Regions from separate parts of the Hordeum vulgare genome. Here region 1 is linked to region 2. A link is a contact called in public Hi-C data. All regions are on one chromosome and are shown on one strand. The core of a region is the stretch at or near the end of the contact, and the rest is flanking DNA. Distances in the headings are between cores, read along the strand shown.

Region 1 (5,055 bases), core at 127-2,626, 250 kb before region 2:
TCGTCCGACGCGTTGGCGCTGTAGTGAAGCATGTGACGGTCATCGTGGTGCTGCAATGGAGCACCGCAATCCGCCGCGCCGGCAATGTAGTGAAGCATGCACTAGTAGAGAAAGGGCATATAGTCCCGGTTCCCAACCCCCTTTGGTCCCGGTTTTCCCAACCGGGACTATGGCTAAGAAAAATTAATACCTCCTACCAATGCAACTCGAGGGATTCGAACTGAAGACCTCATGTGTACCACCCTACGTAGCTTACCACCCCACCTACACAGAACATGTGGCTTGGGATGGGATGCTTTCCTTTTGAACTAGCCTATGAAGGACTTTTAGTCCCGGTTGATGATACAAACCGGGATTAAAGATATATATCTAGTCCCGGTTTGTATTACCAACCGGGACTAATGGCCCACGCAGGGGCCCCAGCCTGACAAAACTCTGCCATCACCCCTTTAGTCTCGGTTCGTAACACAAATTGGGACTAGTGGTTACTAACAAACCGAGACTAAAAGCATTCCTCATGAACCGGGACTAATGGTACCGGGACTAATAATCCAAACGTAAGGTTTGTTTTCTATTAGTGATGGGCGACCGTCGAGGTGTTGTGATAAATCACTGTCGCGCTGGTGTTTGCGCTGCAGTGAAACATCACCGAGCACTGCCGTGACGCGGTGTCGGCGCTGCAGTGTAGCGTCGGCGGCGGGCGATGGTGGAGCATTGTTGCGCTGCCGACACGAAGGTGCAGCTCCTGATGTATTAGTCGTCCGAGAGTGTGTTGATGTTGTATTCAACGCCGTCACAGCAGGTGCCGACAGTGGCGGAGATAGGGATGGACAGGGTGGGACATGGCCCACCCAGAGATCGGGAAATAGCCTATATAGTACTGTAGCAGAAAGGCCAAAAAAGAGGAAAAAATAAATGTATATGTAAATTGCATTATTGACCCACCCTGGCGTAGTGGGCAAGATCCGCCACTGGGTGCCGATGCAGGAAGGGAAGAGGTCAGAGGCGCTGCTGGTTTGTGGCTGTAATTGGTGGTGAGGGCGCTGCTATGCTTAAATGGGGGTGCGTGGTCGTGAGGAAGGACGAGACGATACAGTAAAATTGAACGTTTACTGGTTTGGAATCCAACGGCAGGCTAGGCAGATGATTTCTCCGATAGATTTGTAGCAGCCGCCTTAGTCAAAGGATGAATTATAATCGGATTTGGTAATTCACATCTATATGAAAATCATTGAAGTCTCATGTAACTTCTTTACCACAGGATTTAGACGGCAAGATTCGCGCTCTTGGTCAGTTTTATGTCGTTGGGCCTGTGCGCGTCGGCCGCGTGAGGGGCCCCCGCCGTGAAGCTTGGGCCGTTATTTCTTTTTCAGCCCGCGCATTGTTTGTCTGGGCTTACGGATGCGTTGTATGTGCGTGGGCTGCGCCACAAGTACGGTTCCATATTATTGTGTCAATTCTGGTTCACGTCTTACTTTTTTTTTTTGCTTGTCTAAAAAAAAATAAGAAACGTTTTTTTTTTTGTTTGCTTTTTCCGTGGTGGAAGGGAAGCCTGTTGGAAACAGACTAACAGAGCAGAAGGAGACATACGCGTTACTACTTCCGTGAAGTTTTCATCATTTTCAGTTCATATTCGTTTGCCCCAACAAATTAGTATACCGCTTGCTTTATTTTTTATTTATTTTTGTTTGTGTGTTTATGTGTTCTTCATTTTGGAGTCTTCAAAATATTTTAGTTTTTGTGTTCTGTTTTCAATAGGGGGAGTGAGCTTGTTACAGCTTTTTTCTTGTTTTCAAATCTTTTTGAGTTTGTGTGTTTTCTTTTCAGATCGAGGATTGTGCTCGTTTCACTTTCTTTTTTCTGGATGTGCTAAACCCCATCTATTTAACCGTGTCTCATCTAAGTTCATCACCATTCAATCTTTCTGCCGCTTGCTTTTCAATGCTATCTATTGATTCACGTCATTGTTCCGCCCCGCATCATTTGTTTTGTCGCTTCAGGTTATTGTATGCCTCGTGTGGTTTATTTTGTTGTTTTTGGGCTGTTGCGACAACCGGTTGTCCCTGCCCCACGGCAACATGTTATGTTTCTTGTTTACTTTTAAATTGCAGAATTATTATTTCACATCTAGATGTAAAATAGTTACCGCATGTCTAAGTTGTTGGCCGTTTTCATCCGTTGGTGTTGTAAATCTCGTGCACCTGTCATTCACATCATTTTCTATTGCGCTTGTCATGGTCATTGTTTTGACCCGTTCTGTTTTCTTTTCTCTATCAGTCGTTGTGACGGCAGGCTTGGTTTCTTTTGTATTTTTTGTTCGTTTGCATATTGGCTTGCGAGATTTGAAAGTCTACCGGTCAACCCATGTAAACCACGAGGGTTGATCAATTTCTCTCTAACGCTCAGTTGTTACTCTGTTCCATTTTTCCTTCTCTTTCGTTCATTACCAACTATTTTGTTCTATTTAGATTTCTTTCTTTTCACTATTATCTCTATCCATTTTTTTCCTTTTTCGTTTTTACTTTTGTGCAAGATTATAGTTTATTTATTTATTTTTCAATTTTTCTTCTTTTTTTCTATTTTAAGAAGGTGTGAATATTTTTATGAAAACACCTTCTAAATTCATATTATTTTTTCACAAGAAATGATGTCTCATCTAAGTTTGCCACCATTCGATTTAATGTCTGTAATTTTCAAGGGCTCAATCCCCTGCGTTCCTAGTCGCTATTTGTTTGTCGTCCTGTTTTTATTTGTCAGTTTGGCTTCACTATGTCGGTGTTGTTTGTTGGACAAGCCGTCATGATGCCCAGTTTATTGGGTCATTGGTGCCAGGTGCGCTTTTTTTTTTGGCCTTTTTTTGTTCGACATGTTATGATTTTTACTAACCGTTCTCATGACCCTTTTTTGTTGTGTGTTACTAGTCTGCGTTGTTGGATTGCACGTGATAGGTTCTTGCCGGTCGCCCCTTCTTTATCACATCCAATCTATTGTTGCCTTCTCATTTTTGTCGCTTTTTTTTTGGTTTTTCAATATAGCCGACCCGAGCAAGATGAGCGAATTGACCGGGCAATTTACTCGTTCTCATTCATCCGCAGAAGGGTTAGACTTTTTTTCTCGCTTTCGTTGCAAGCTCATGCTTTGATTTGTAAGTGGGTCCGATCTGTTATTTTTTGTTTCAGTTACAAGTCCATCGTTGACTCACAATTTTGGACCCGAATTGTTTCCCTCAGTTTTAAACGCGTCAATGTGAATTTTGTTGGTTATGTTTTTTGCTTAGCAGGTCTGCTTGTGTTATGTATTCGTCAGGAAATCAACTTTTTGTTATAAGTGACATCTAGAGGGGGAAGGGGGAGGATGTAATCAAGGGCAGTAGTACGTTTGGTGATTTGTATTCTAGTTGTCCAATTTTTAATTGTGTCAAGTTGCCATTTTTATTACATACAACATGCCAAAAAAAATACACACTATTTGTTATTTTCGTTGTGTCGACTTGCTGGTTCAGAAAATGATACACTCTTTTGTCATTTTGATTGTGTCGAGTTGCCACTTTTTGTCATTTCAAATGTGCCGAGTTATCATTTTTGTTACATATAGCTTGCCAATTTTATTTTTATAAATTAGTTGTTATCATAAATGTGTCGAGTTGTCATTTTCATTTCATATAGCTTGCCGAAAAAGTTGCACTGATTTGTCAGAGTTACATGTTGTGCTTGCCTACCAGATTATATGTTTAGTTGACATATAATTTGATAAAAAAATCATATGTTTATACATAATTTTGTGAAAATATATAGATGTGCATCTGTTGAAGAGAAATAAAAACTGTAGTCACTAGCAGCCTCCGATGTTTATCTCAAAAAGAGCCTATCATGCAAAGCTATGTTTATATATCTAATAGATGTGCTTAGCATGGTAATCCAAGCAGTGGGCCGGGTCTGACAAGGCAAAAAGTCTTCGCTGATATTATCGCGCAATGGGGCAAATCCTATTTGGCGCTACAGGCGTCGGTTAAAGTGGAATTTTCTTAACCGGAGCCTGCAGCGTTCGGTCATGGGCCGGCCCATCAAAGGGGAGGGGGGTTCCGATTTTGTGAAGGTTCCGCAAGCTTTTTAGATGGGTTTTTTCGTTTTGGTTTTTTCTTCTGGTTTTCTTCCTTTTTTTTACTTTCTCATTTTTATATAATTTTTCATTTTTTTGAAAAAAACGCACCCCTTTTTTTGTTTAACTTTTTCTCAAAAGAACAAATGTTTTTCCAAACCAATGAACCCTTTTCAGATTTTTATGATTTTTTAATTAAAATTCTATGAACCTTTTTGTATATCATGGAACTTTTCTCAAATTATGATGAACTTTTTTGTATATCTATGAAATTTGATTATATAAAACAAGTTCATCATAATTTGAAAAAAGTTCATCGATATACAAAAAAGTTCACAGAATTTTAATAAAATAATCGTCAAAATCTGAAAATGGTTCATTGATTTGGAAAAATATTTATTTGTTTAAAAAAAAGTCAAACAAAACATGGGTGTGTTTTTTTGAAAAATAAAAAATTATCTAAAAGTTAATACGAAAATGAAAAAGTAATAAAAATAGTAAATAAGAAAAATAAAACCCGACGAAAACCAAGCGCTGAAAAACCTAAATGAAAGAATCCATCTACCTAAACCTTCAAAAAACTGGAACCCCCCTCCCTCTGATGGGCTGGCCCATGACCGAACGTTGCAGGTGCCAAAATGCACGATAACCGACGCCTGCAGCGCTAAATTGGATTTACTCAATGGAGATGTGTTGCGGAAAATCCGGGAGCAACTAGTTAGCGAGCGCTCCTCGCGAGCCTTCCAGCGATCGCTCCCGCGTTACGCCACTTGGCGCGTTTCCAGCCGCCGCCACGTGTCGCACTATGAGCGTTTCCTTCGATTTTTTTTTTTCGCACGTGTTTTCGTCTTTTTTGAGTTTTTTTTAGTGTTATGGTTTTTCACCGGTCTTTCGTAACTTTTGGGCGAAAAACAAAATCAACTATTTTTCATGAAAAAACGCGTTTTTTACGTGAAA
Region 2 (5,474 bases), core at 2,343-4,842:
AGGGTGTAATATATACTCCCTCCTTTCCAAAATTCTTGTCTTAGATTTATCTATAGATACAGATGTATCTAGTCACGTTTTAGTGTTAGATATATCCATATCTAGACAAATCTAAGACAAGAATGTTTTGGGCGGAGGTAGTATAAACTTGTTAAATTTCACTATATTGCATGCAATATATCAAATTTTCTTAATTTCTTGCTAGATTTCATGTTTCAAATGGTCCATACTGTGGCAATGTTTTCACTAACAGTAAAGAGATGGGGGCTGTGACGTCAAGTCATTTTGCTTCCATTATTCGTTGGTCCAAATCTTGATCCGTCTCCAATCATCAATATCATTGATCCAATTGTTAGTGATTTGGATAATGTGGCACTTTGTGTTGACTTTATAGATAAGGAAATTATGGATGCACTTTTTCACACTGGCCTTCGAAGGCGCGGATACATGATGGGTTCCGCGCCCGGTTTTTCCAGCATAATTGGGTTACAGTGAAAGACTCCATGATCGATGAAGTAAAGGAATTTTTTAGGACATGTATTATGCCCCGAGAGGTTAATGATATCGTAATTGTTATGATCCCAAAATTCCCTAATCCTGTTAGGATAATGGATCCATTAGCTCGTGTAATGTTTTATAAAAGGTGGTTTGAAAAGTGCCTAGTTAGCAGACATAGGCCAATGCTTGATGATATTATATCTCCTTCTCGAAGTCTGTTTACCGTAAAGAAAGAAAATTATCCAACCAAAAGTCTTCGTGCTTACAAACTTGATTCGTGAAAGGCTTATGATGGGGTGAACTAGAACTACCTTAGGCAAATGCTGCAAAAGCTTGGCTTCGCTCCTAGATTGATCAATTGGATAATGTCTTGTGTCACCTCTTTGAGATATTCCATGGAATTTAATGGATCCATCTTTGATTCTTTTGCACTGTCATGTGGTCTTCGGCAAGGTGATCTGTTATCCCATATTTATTTCTATTATATTTGATGATGATCTTATCAATATGGGTACTGGTTCTTGTAATATTACTCCATTACATCTGACAAGGGCCCCCGGTGCCTCACATGTGTTATTTGTGGATGAAACATTATCGTTTTAAGGCAAATTTGTGACAAGCTACTCATGTTAAGAATATCCTTGAAGCTTATGGTCAGGCTACGAGACATCACCTTTATCCAACAAAGTGCTCTTTTTTTGGAAATCTCTTGCCGAGTTGTTTCAATTGAATCTATTAAAAACCACCTCCAAGTGACTTCTGCAAGTTTTGAGGAGAAAAATTTGGGGTTACCTACCCCTGATGAAAGAATGTCAAAGAATTTGTTTTTTTTTTCCAGAATCTTCAAGTCAAACAAACAAAGATACTCTTCTCCTGGGATGGGCATGCAACGTAAGATGGCAAGTAGGTGCTTATTATGGCGGTTTCGCAGGAAATCCCCACTAGTATAATGAGTGTGTGTAAGATTTTGATGGAGGTATGTGATGTTCTAAACTGGATGGAACGTAACTACTTCTAGGGTGCTGAAAAAGGGAAACACAAGAATCATTGGTATGCTTGGAATAAAATGGCTAAGCCAAAGAAACAAGGTCCTCTTAGTTTCAGTTATTTTTGCTTGTTCAACCAAGCTTATTGGCAAGGCAAGCATGATGTTGTTTGGATTTTCCCGATACTTCATGTGCAAGGGTGAGTAGGACAAAATACTTCCCAAATGGAAGGTTGGAGGATACTTTCTTTACGGGTAGTCCGTCTCTAACATGGCAACCTATCAATCATGTTTGACACTTTGAAAAAAGGCCTATTGTAGATGTTAGCAAATGGTCATAAGGTGAGCATCTGAAGGGATAGATGGAATGTTCATGAACCTACGGGTGGCTTCAATGTGTTTTAGACCTGTTAGATATTCACGACAACTAGGGCAATGGCAAGCTACTACAAATATTTTCTTCCCATTGATATTTGTGAAATAAAAAAGATCCGACCTTATCCAAGGATGGACGAAGACTTCTTAGCTTGGGCACCAAAAAAGAATGACACTTTCACTTTTCAAAGTGTGTATCATCTTGCTTTCGAGGAAATTCACTTCTAGCAATCATTCGGAACGTTCTCGTGTTGTTTCACAGTCACCGTGATCCAGCCGAGTGCCTCCAAAAGTTTTTGAACTCTGCATGGAGGTTGGTCACAAACTCATTGGCAACCTGGAGTAACAAAGAGAAACAAAAACTTAAGGTTTCTAATATCTATCTAGTTTGGAGTATGGAACCAAAAGATGCATTCCATGTCTTATGTGTTTGCTTAAACACACGTGTGTTTGGTCGTCAACGGTAAAGAAATGGGAGCTTCCTAAGTTAACACATATCCGACACACAGGAGATGATTGGTTCATGAATCTAATTGGTGTCGAAACAAAGTTCTCCACAGCAAACTGTCGCCCCCTGTCGATGTTTCCTCAAGGTTTCTCGTTAGCTACTTAGATTCTCTGCACTCTATCTACTTGGGTCAAGGTTTGACCGCCTAGAATAAAATTCCTGTGATGCATCATCTTTTCCCCTCGTACCTACTACATGTGATAACACTGCGCCTATTTCGACAATGTCGCTTGTAACTTCCAAGTGCTGGACGAGTGAATCTAAACATGGATGGAACTTATTTGGAGCGAGTTGGTGGAGCTGGGATGGTCTTGAGAGATCATGCTGGAGCTATAATTTTTTGTTCATGACATCACTTGTTCACGTGTAATGATGTGTTTGAGGCTGAAATCCTTGCGCTTTAGGAGGGTATTGTTTTGGCCTTACAATGGAGTAACCTGCCAATCGCTGTTGAGTATGATTTTTTGGAGGCCATATCGATGATTGTCAGCAATGATATAACATATCAAGGTAAGCTTTCCTTATTAGTGAGATTAAGACACGGGTTACACAAGTACTTGTTGTATTGCTCATATTAGGCGTACTCGGAATAGTGCTAAGTCATTACATGGCAAGGTTTGGTAGATTGCAGGGTCAAACTGGTGTTTGGCTTGGTTCTGGTCGAGAGGACGGCTTGAGTATCATTGTGAAACTAATTTTCAGCAACACAATTTTTTTCCTGAAAAAGAATAAACAAGGGATTTTTTTACGAAGCCAGTGAGCTAGGTCTCACAGATTTTGCCCCTAGAATAATATTTTATGGTCCCCTATAAATCCCGAACATTCGGAATTTGTCTTTGACAAGTGAACATTTTTTACGGTAATTTAAGTGGCGCGAGGATGGCAAGTTTAGATGGCAAGCATGACAACTCCGTGCTCGATGTATTTTTTTGCCGGAAAATTACCGCGCGTGTCAACTAAACTTGTCGTCCTCGCGTCACTAAAACTATCTTTGAAAACGTTCAATTTGACATGATCGAATTCCGAACGTTCGGTATTTATCATTTCCTTCTCTTTGAAAAAAAAAATCCCTCGTGCTCGTGGGTTGGTGGCCCTCGTACATGTTCAGCTTCGGCTGCTGCGTCGGCAGAGACGGCCCGGGACACGCACGGGCTCCTGGGCCAGCCCGGGCGGGGCCCACGAGACGTCAACGGTCGGATCTCCCTGCGGATCTCGGTCGGCTGTCGAGTCCCTCTCAAAATCCCAATCACTTTTTAACTTGCTTGCTTCTCCCACCCCCGTCTCCCCCAAATCGGAAGCCTAGGGTTTCCCCCGCCGACGAGGCCCTCACCGCCGCCGGCCGCCTCCTCCTCGCCGCAATCCACCCTCCCTCCAAGCCCTCCCTCACCGCACCCGGCCGACCGACCCCTTCCCGACCCCTCCTGCGGCGGATCCGGCAAGCGGCGAGAGCGGGCGGTCTCCTCCGACGCCTTGTCTGGTGCCCGGTAAGCGACGAGAAGTCGGGCTGTCTTGCAGAATGGATATATTGTACAGTTCCGCGCTGGTGTTTCGCTCCCCGTCCTGCGGGTGGTAAAGGGTGGGTAGGAGACGCCGGTTGCCTGCTCGGACCGGTTGGTCTGGTATCTGATCCGATCCCGTTCATTAGCAGAGGCGTCTCCGTGAATTCTGGGAAGGGCGTTACGTTTTCGCCCTTGTCCTTGCACGCCGAGTAGATGCACAACGCCTCCGTTGCTCGTTAGGAATTAGCAAGGTCCATCAGGGGTCCTCTGATCATTGCAGGAACGCAAGGACAATCGGCAACAGCCCCTGTATGTAGCAATGGTCTTGCGTGCGTTTTGTCTGGTGTCGCCTGCAGGATAGCGCATTGGCGGGAAGGGGCTGCGCCGTGTAAGGATGGTGGGGAAAACACGGCGGGCAGAAGTTGACGGTTCCTTTTTGAATAAATTCACCCGCGTAAACATCTCCGTCCGAAACGGACACAATTATGATAGCAGCATAAAGTTACAGATGTGTCATTCACACGCGCAGCACCGTTGTTTAGCAGCATTAAGTTACCGATGTTTCATTCACACGCGCAGCACCATCGTTTAGCAGCATTAAGTTACTGCCATATCGTTCACACGTGCGCCTAGCATGTGCGAGCACACGCTAACTTGCATATATACGGTGCAAGGAATAATGGATAAAAGGTGATATTCGTAGTTGGAATCATTAAGAATTGACCGTTGCGTTGTTGGCTAACAGCCTCTGTGCTCGCTCCACCCACCCGGGTTCGAGGCATGTACTCCCCGCGGTGCTCAGTTGTTTCTTTTAATAAATAGAAATATAAATATGCCACGGGTGCTAGTGCTTGCTGGTTGAGTTTTTATTGAACTGAATTATTTTTTCTGTGTCATGATAGTCAGAGAGGATAAAGTAGGCTGCATAATGGGCATCTTCATAGACCAACAGTACTGCAATAATTTGGGGCATTAATCACCGCTTGCAGGCATTAGTCATATATATCATGTAGTGGCATTAAGTCGTTACTTATAGCGGTTGTTCGCAATCTGAATGTTTGGTAAGTTTATGGACATCCACACAATAATAATTGTAGTATACTACAGTTCAAGTAAGGTGCTCTTTTTTCTTACCAAGATATGCCGTTACGAAAGCAGAACAACCCCCCACACCACCACCCAAAAAACCACCCCTCTCATGCTATCAGTTTGAATTTCACACTCAATTTTCTATTTTTTTTTTATTTTATATCTGTTCTATAACTATTCATTGTATCTGATTTCCTACATACTTTTTCTTGTAGGTTCAGTTTGGTGATCACAAATTTTGCACAGTCCTGAGGCTTTGTTGTCTTTAAAGGGTACATCCAAAAATAAGTCAGCAGCTAGCGAACACCTTAAAGCTGTCTGCTGTTATGGCTTCCATGGTGAGATTAACTTTTTTCAGTTTTGATTGTTCAAGAGAACATATATTGGAAAGAGTTATATGCTGTCTTCATGATTCTAATGGTCTATTCATGTCACTGAAGGCGACCAACGAGAACCTCCCACCAACTGTCATCAGGCAATTGGCTAAAGAACTGAAGAATCTTGATGATTCACCTCCAGA

The links. Hi-C and Micro-C count contacts between places; a contact is called where the count stands out from the background.
Region 1: a Hi-C map of leaf shows a contact between it and region 2, with 2.3 times the contacts expected there. The contact joins the enhancer-like site here to the promoter of LOC123411811 in region 2. A contact is called at or near these places in 4 of 6 Hi-C or Micro-C datasets (leaf and seedling).

Annotation. Positions count from the first base shown.
Region 1 is chr7H:602,666,087-602,671,141 of MorexV3_pseudomolecules_assembly, reverse strand. No RefSeq gene overlaps it. Among protein-coding and RNA genes, the nearest start is that of LOC123410221, 41 kb to the right of the region's middle. Within about 2 kb of position 1,376, at least 3 of the 3 cell types and tissues checked have open chromatin away from gene starts, as enhancers often do. A contact at or near this core is called in leaf and seedling, where this site is marked.
Region 2 is chr7H:602,415,970-602,421,443 of MorexV3_pseudomolecules_assembly, reverse strand. LOC123411811 (ubiquitin-conjugating enzyme E2 22-like) reads left to right here and starts at 3,592. Exons shown (of 7, transcript XM_045104771.1): 1 at 3,592-3,850; 2 at 5,170-5,292; 3 at 5,395-5,474. The coding sequence starts at 5,281.